Linked DNA regions of Rattus norvegicus: region 1 is linked to region 2. A link is a contact called in public Hi-C data. All regions are on one chromosome and are shown on one strand. The core of a region is the stretch at or near the end of the contact, and the rest is flanking DNA. Distances in the headings are between cores, read along the strand shown. Region 1 has its middle 39 kb from the start of Timm21. Region 2 has its middle 23 kb from the start of Cndp2.

Evidence for each region. Hi-C and Micro-C count contacts between places; a contact is called where the count stands out from the background.
Region 1: a contact with region 2 is called in a Hi-C map of liver, with 2.6 times the contacts expected there. The contact joins two enhancer-like sites. A contact is called at or near these places in 7 of 12 Hi-C or Micro-C datasets (the A7r5 cell line, Schwann cells, hepatocytes and 3 more).

The regions. Positions count from the first base shown.
Region 1 is chr18:80,553,316-80,557,205 of GRCr8, reverse strand. No RefSeq gene overlaps it. Among named protein-coding and RNA genes, the nearest start is that of Timm21, 39 kb to the left of the region's middle. Within about 2 kb of position 1,690, at least 2 of the 93 cell types and tissues checked have an H3K27ac peak or open chromatin away from gene starts, as enhancers often do. A contact at or near this core is called in liver, where this site is marked.
Region 2 is chr18:80,307,543-80,311,045 of GRCr8, reverse strand. No RefSeq gene overlaps it. Among named protein-coding and RNA genes, the nearest start is that of Cndp2, 23 kb to the left of the region's middle. Within about 2 kb of position 1,490, at least 1 of the 93 cell types and tissues checked has an H3K27ac peak or open chromatin away from gene starts, as enhancers often do. A contact at or near this core is called in liver, where this site is marked.

The DNA.
Region 1 (3,890 bases), core at 441-2,940, 250 kb before region 2:
TCTAGGCTGTTTCCAGTTCCTGGAACTATAAACGAATAAAGCGTCTATGAACATAATGGAGCAAGTGTCTTTGTGGAATGGTGGGGCATCTTTTGAGTATATGCCCAGGAGTGGTATAGCTGGGTCTTCAGGTAGAACTAGTCCCAGTTTTCTGAGAAACTGCCAAATTGATTTCCAAAGTGGTTGTGCAAATTTGCACTCCCACCAGCATTGCAGAACTTTCCCCCCTGTTCCATATCCTCACCAGCATGTGCTCTCGCTTGAGTTTTTGATCTTAGCCATTCTGAGGGATGTATGATGGAATCTCAGAGTCTGCACCAACCAAAGAACATGCACGGGCGGGACCTAGGTCTCCCGCACGTATGTAGCAGATGTGCCACTTGGTCTTCATGTGGGTCCCAAGCAACGAAACAGGGGTGGGGGCTCTCCCAGAAGCTGTTGCCTGTAGGTGGGATATGTTCTACTAGCTGGGCTGCCTTGTCCTGCCTCGGTGGGAGAGGAAGCACCTAGCCTCGAAGAGACTTGAAGTGCCAGGATGGGGGATGGATACCTAGGGGGCTCCCACCTGCTCAGAGGAGAAGGGGATGAGGGAGGGGGAGGGGGAAGGATTGTGGGAGGGGTGACCAGAAAGGGGCAGTGTGTGGATGTAAAGTAAATAAGTGAAAAAGTTAAATTTATAAAAAGAAAGAAATGAAGAAAAGGAGGAAGGGAGGGAGGGAAAAAGAGAGGAAGAGAGAGAGAAAGAGAGAGAGGAGGAGAGAGAGGAGGAGAGGGAAAGGAGGTAGAGGGAGGGAGAAAGAGGAGGGGAGAGAGAGGGAGAGGGGGAGAGAGGAAGAGAAAGAAAGAAAAGGGAGGGGAGAGAGAGGGAGGGGAGAGAGAGGGGGGAGATAGAGGGAGGAGAGAGAGAGAGAGAAAGAGAGAGAGAGAGAGAGAGAGAGAGAGAGAGAGAGAGGAACTAGGTATTAATCAGGAAACAGAGTAGACATTTATCAGCCCATGCTCAAGTAGCCCTGCTGCTTTGCTTGTGACAACGAAGGCACATCATGGCAGGAAAGGTGTGGCAGATATGTGTGTGAATTTGGGTTAAGAATATGGAGTAACAGCCTCAGGAGAGCATTTGAGATCCATCCATAGCAGGCATGCCTGGGTATTTCAGATATTTGGATAAGTTATGAGAATCTAGAGAGAAGGAAAACTGAACCCATTCTCTCTATCAGTGCTGGACAGGTTAATGAGCTTCATAGAAACTCAGGTTTGCCCATAAGAATAATTGAGGTCATTGAAACCTTTCTTCTCAGTCACAATGAGGCACAGAGGTGATCACCAGTTCTTACCACTGCCCAGCATAGCCAGGATCCATATGTCTTACAACGTGTCTGTGAGTGTGCAAGTGTGATCGAGCATGTGTGCATTTGAGCATTTGCTCGTGTGTGTGTGTGTGTGTGTGTGTGTGTGTGTGTGTGTGTGTTTCCTTAAAGAGCAACTGATTTTAGATCTCCCTCAGTGTCATTACCTTAAAATTAGGACAGTGTGGGCTGGAGAGATGGCTCAGCCGTTAAAGGATAGGCTCACAACCAAAAATATAAAATTAGGACAGTGTGCTCTGGGAGCCCTACCTACCCTCTTACTATGCAGAATCCCAAGGGCACAGTACACTCCCTAAGAGCACCACAATCCCTAACTGGCAAGGCACCGCCTTCAGAATCAACAGAGACCCGCCTCTGCCCTCTCTCTGGGTGCACAGCCCTGCTCACTGCTTCTGCATGTGTCAGATACAGTCAGCTAGACTTTGATTAACAATATGACCAACATCACCGTCCCCAGGTGATCAGATATGGAGCCGCCCCACACTCACAGTTCCTTACATGCCAAACACGGTGTAAACAAGCCTTGAAGGGTGTTTTATGAAACGAAAGGTTGAGAGAACCGGGCTTTGGACATGGTCAAGGTTATGACCACTCTAGCTTCCCACAGCCCACCTCTCTGTCAGTCAGAAGACCGCAGTACTCCAAAAATGGAGCAAAAGCCACCTTTCCAGATGGCCATGTGTAAACAGCATGCACATCTTTTTGTTGCCTTTATTGCTTGGATTTAAAATACAAACACACACACACACACATGCATACATGTGGATGGATGGGTGGGTGTACAGATGAACACACACACACACACACACACACACACACACACACACACACACACACACACACCATAAACGAACATGGAAGAATCCTCTCCTCTCGATTTGCTCTGACCTTTTGCTCACAGGCCATTCATTGAGTAAAATTCCTTTTCTAACTTGAGGGATGACGCAATTATAAATATTTGACTTCTAAGTATTTTAGCCAGTAAGTCCATCCCCAGTATCTTAACCAAATAATAAGCAAAGAGAAAAACAGATAAATTTCAAAGGGCACCTGTAGCTCTTGAAAACTGAACGGCTGAACAGTCTGCTCGATTGAGAAATGATGTCTTTGTAAATATAGTAACTTGGGATGGCTTTGCTTGATTAAATACAAATGAAAAATATAAGGTATTTGCAACCAGGTCTCCTCTTTCAGGGTATGTGTGTGTGTGTACATACATGTGTGTATGTGTGTGTTGTACATGTGCAGGTGTGTGTATGCTTGCACATGTGGAGGCCGGCTTTGGCTGTCCCTCCTCAGAAGCCTCCACCTCGTGTTTTGAGACAGGATCTCTCACTGGGATATAAGACTAGACTAGGGGAGGCTGGCCAGGAATCTGCTTGTTTCTGCCTCCATAACCCTATGATTACAAGTGTGCTCCATGTCACATAGCTTCTTATGAAAGTGCCACAGACCACACTCAGGTCTCACCTACACAGTAAGCACTTGCTTGATGGAGCTGTCTCCTGAGCCCGTGCCACCAGATTCTAGCAGCACCGAAGCCATTAGGAAGCAGAATTCTTGCAAAGATTCCACACTGGCCTGCCATTGGCAAGGGTAGCATCAAACAGGCTTGGGAAGGAGTCCATCCCTGCTATGGAGAGTAGATACCCTGCTTCCTTGCTGCCATGGACTTGAATGAGCAAGGACTACAGGAGGAAGCTGTTGTGTCTCCCGGAATTATCTTCCCACTGGCTGTTGAGAATCTCCTCGTGTTAACAGAGATCTCTTCTTGTTCCTTGGCATTCTGAGAGAGCCGCCTATAATCTCCTCTTCAGATCATCTAATTCCAGCAATCACCCACGTTTAGATTTCGTTTCCTTTCAAAGTCCACTAGTATTATAGGGTTTGAGCCTGGGTAAACTCAAACCTCTGAGTATTTTCTGTCCGAGCAAAGTGAATAGCCTGGTGCTCTCCTCCAGGACTTCTGTCTCCTAGCAAGATTTCTTTGTACTTTCCTTGGCCACCAAGCAAGGCATATACCTCTATTGGCAGATTCCCACAGTAAATGTCTATTGACGCTTCCATATTAAACTTTTATTTTTCTCCCCTGCTCCATCCCCCGGACACACACACGGGTGTTGAGGAAGCTTAGCCTGCCAAGAGGCATTCCGTATTACCGTAGTTATGATTCTAACTCGGCATGCCCAGAAGTGATCCTGTACCCATTTTAGCCTTTGACACTCTTGTTCCAAGATCTTTAGTTTAGACCTAAAACTTTGTCCGTATCTGCCCTCTTTCCTTCTTCGGTGACTTTAAGTGTTTAGGAATATGCCTTTAACTGAGCATGCTCAGAAATACGCCTGCCCCTAAAGTACTTTCCTGAGTGAACGCAAACAGGATGCCTGAGGAAAACCCGAGAGCTTCCTTTGTGCAGTGGTTTTGAGATGACATCCACAAACTTCTTACCTGACACAGGTGGTAAATTTTCCTCAGTCTTCCTGACTCTGCTTGCTTAGGCTTTGAACTCAAGATTAAAACCCC
Region 2 (3,503 bases), core at 241-2,740:
AACTACAATCCAGAAATGGAGGGCACACCTGTGATCCAGACCTTGAGGCTGGAAGACACAGGCTTTTGATCTGGATCTTGACATGGGATGACACACACTTTTGATCCAGATCTTGAGGCATAGTGGCTATGAAAAGCTTAGACCCAGGCAAAATGGCACATGCCTTTAATTCCAGGAGACAGAGGCTTGCAGATCTCTGAATTCAAGGCCAGCCAGGGACGGATCAAGTTCCAAGTAAAGAACAGCTTAGGTCCCAGCATGGTGGTGCACACCTTTAATCTGGGCCATACCTTCTGCTGGAGGCCTACATAGGGACCATGGAAGAAGGAAGGCTTCTTCACGTGCTTGCACTTACTTGCCAGTACATCTACCAGAGCCTACTTCTTCAGGATTCCACTTGTATAGAACATCAGCTGAACACCCAGCCTCGTGGGCTGATTCTTCAACTTCCCATTTATAGCTGCTCATCGATTGGTTAGTTGGACTGCAGACTGTAAGTCATTCCAATAAATTCCCTTAGTATACAAAGATATTTATCCCATATGTTCTGTGACTTCAGAGTACCCTGACATGGACCAAAGCCAGGACAGCTTCTGAAAGGGTTCAAACCTGGATCCAGTTTACATTCTCATACTCTAAAACTATAAGGTCACACTGATGGGCCAGCCAGATTTTATAGGTGAGAACGTGGCACTCACCATGTTGTTAAGCATGTTGCACTGTTTCAGGTTTTTTTTCCAGGTTTTTCTGTTCTAGGTAGCAAGTGGAGTCATGGTTGGCAAATAGGCACTAGAAACAGTGCATTAAATAAGTCATTAAATGAACACATCAGTATCTAATAATTGGTCTTTTCTACCTTACCCTATTTCACACAGACAGACAGACAGACAGACACACACACACACACACACACACACACACACACACACACTGAATGAATGAATGAATGAATGAATGAAGCAAAAGCAGGCTCCAGCAACTTCATACCTACAGATACATATATACATGTTTACATACATATATACAGACAGACAGATGGACAGATACATACATGTTCACACATAAAAGGGATGGAGCAAAGCTCTTGCAAACAGGCTCGTACATACATGTATATACATGTATACACAGATGCACATATGCACATATATACACATACCTGGTGGGTGGAGAGAATAAAGTTCCAACCATGTTCCAAGCATTTCACACACACACACACACACACACACACACACACACACACACACACACACAAACTTTATAATATATACACAAATACAGATTTGATGGATGGAACAAAGTTTCAGTTTACTCCCACACAAACTTTATACATATGCATGCATGCATACATACATACATACATACATACATACATACATACATATAGATTTGATGTGTTGGGGTCCAGGAATCACCTTACAAACCACACAAACACGGATCTCAGTCAGACAAGGACAGTTTATTGAGCATGTGCACGGGCAGGATTTATCGACCAGGGCCACAGTCCAGATTCTGGAACTGAACTGTGACCTTGGGTTAAGGTCCCACGGGGCGTTTTAAGCTTGAGATCTACAAACATCTGTGCCAAGTTATTCCACCAATCAGGATTTAGGAATAGGGATTTCCTTAGGAACATGTCTTTGCTATACACTTATCCTGCTCCCATTCAACTGTGACAGAGGACTTACCTTGTCTAATATCCATGTTTCTAACTTGTCTTCCAGAATGGGACTTGTCTAACTTTCAGGGCTTAACTTGCCAAGCAGGATGTCAGTTACCCACGTGCATGTCTCTTTCTGCCAAGTAGGGTGTCAGTTCCCAGGGAGGTCTTGGGAACATAAACTTTATTCAACCCTTACTCAAAACAGAAGTCGTATTCCAAATAGTTTCTTATATCGATCAGTGCAGGCGTCTTTTTTATGTTGGGGTCCGTCTAAGGGGCAGTTTATACCATAAAAGCTGTACAGGTGCAGGAAGTGCAATTGGGTGATGGGTTCGGGTCCAAGCTTATTGTGGGCAACTATATAAAACTGTAGAAGTGGGTAACTTCTATCATGATTGGTTTCCAAGAGCACAAAACATAACAAACAATATGTAATCAACTTGACATTAGAAAGTTACCTAGAAACATATGAGAAGTTTCCTTATATTGGCAGGCTAGCTAGGTAACTTATACCTTAACAGGCCTTAACAGGTAGGTGGGACAAAATTCCAACAAGTTTATTTTTTCTACCACAGCTTATGTATCTCAGCAAAATCTTTCAAGCAGTATAAAATTATAAGGTGATTATGTTCTAGTTTTGTTCTAGTGAATGACTATGAAAAAAAAATGTTCCCCAATACCGTTACAAGAATAACATTACATAGAACAGGTAAAGTATTCATAATAATACAGGCGTTCGTAACTAAGCAACTGGTTATAGATTAACAAAATATAAGCAGGAAAGATAGCTTTTTCAGCCAGTTTCTCCTACTGACAGGTAACAATTTGTGGTTAAAAAGAAAGGATTAATTATAATTTATCTTTAAAAAATAATCTCATGAGAATCTTAAAAGAATCACAAATCTAGACTTTTATATAAAAATCAGTCATATTTATTTTAAATCCTCAGAAATATCTACTCATCAGTAACTTTTATTAAACCACATCAAGAAGCTGAGGGCAAAAATGGATATGAGAAATCAATCATCACCAGTCCAGCCTTAATGAGAGTCAGCCAGTGCTGCCATTGTTCTTGTTCCCTGATCTTAAGAAGTCCCTGGCTTAACTATTAAGAATGTGCTTTTTCTAAATTTCAAATTGTTCCCAAGATTTTCTACATCAGAGCCAATAGCAAAAAACATTGTAACCTAGCTGCACTAACAATTTTGTTTTTCCAAATTCTTTCTAAGGATGGTGATCATTGTTGATAATCTACGTCTCCAAGTTCTTTCCTAGGGTGGTGACTGCATCTTTAGTCTGCTCCAGGAGCAATGCCTGCAAGAGATCAAGCACCGTTATTGTGTGTGACAGACATATGACCCAGTGAGGGGCTGGAAGCCTCTTAGAATTTTCATACAATTCTTAGATTAAGACGGATGTGAGGGCCACAAGCTAAGCAGAACTCCACAACAGCATGAAGCCCTCGGACACGTGATCCTAGGGTCTATGCCTCTCCAAGGCACACCCATCGTGACTGAACTAACTGGTGGGCCACATTCCACGAATTCTAAAGCCATTTGTCATTCCCCTAAATGACTTTTGGCAGAGACCAGAGTGTAGGTGTTTCTCTGTTTCACCTCCAGATGAGGTAGAATAAAGCAGAACAGACCAACCATTTGATACTGATTGATTTAGTGACTCAATACATTGTTTGTACCAACAATTTGCCAACTATGTCTTCATTTGCTACATTTGGAACAGAAAGACCCAGAGGAACAGCTGAAACAATAGGCCATTGCCCTTAACAACCTGCTCCCTGCCGTGTAGGCTTCTGTAAAATCTTGCTAGCTCGCCTGCCATACCT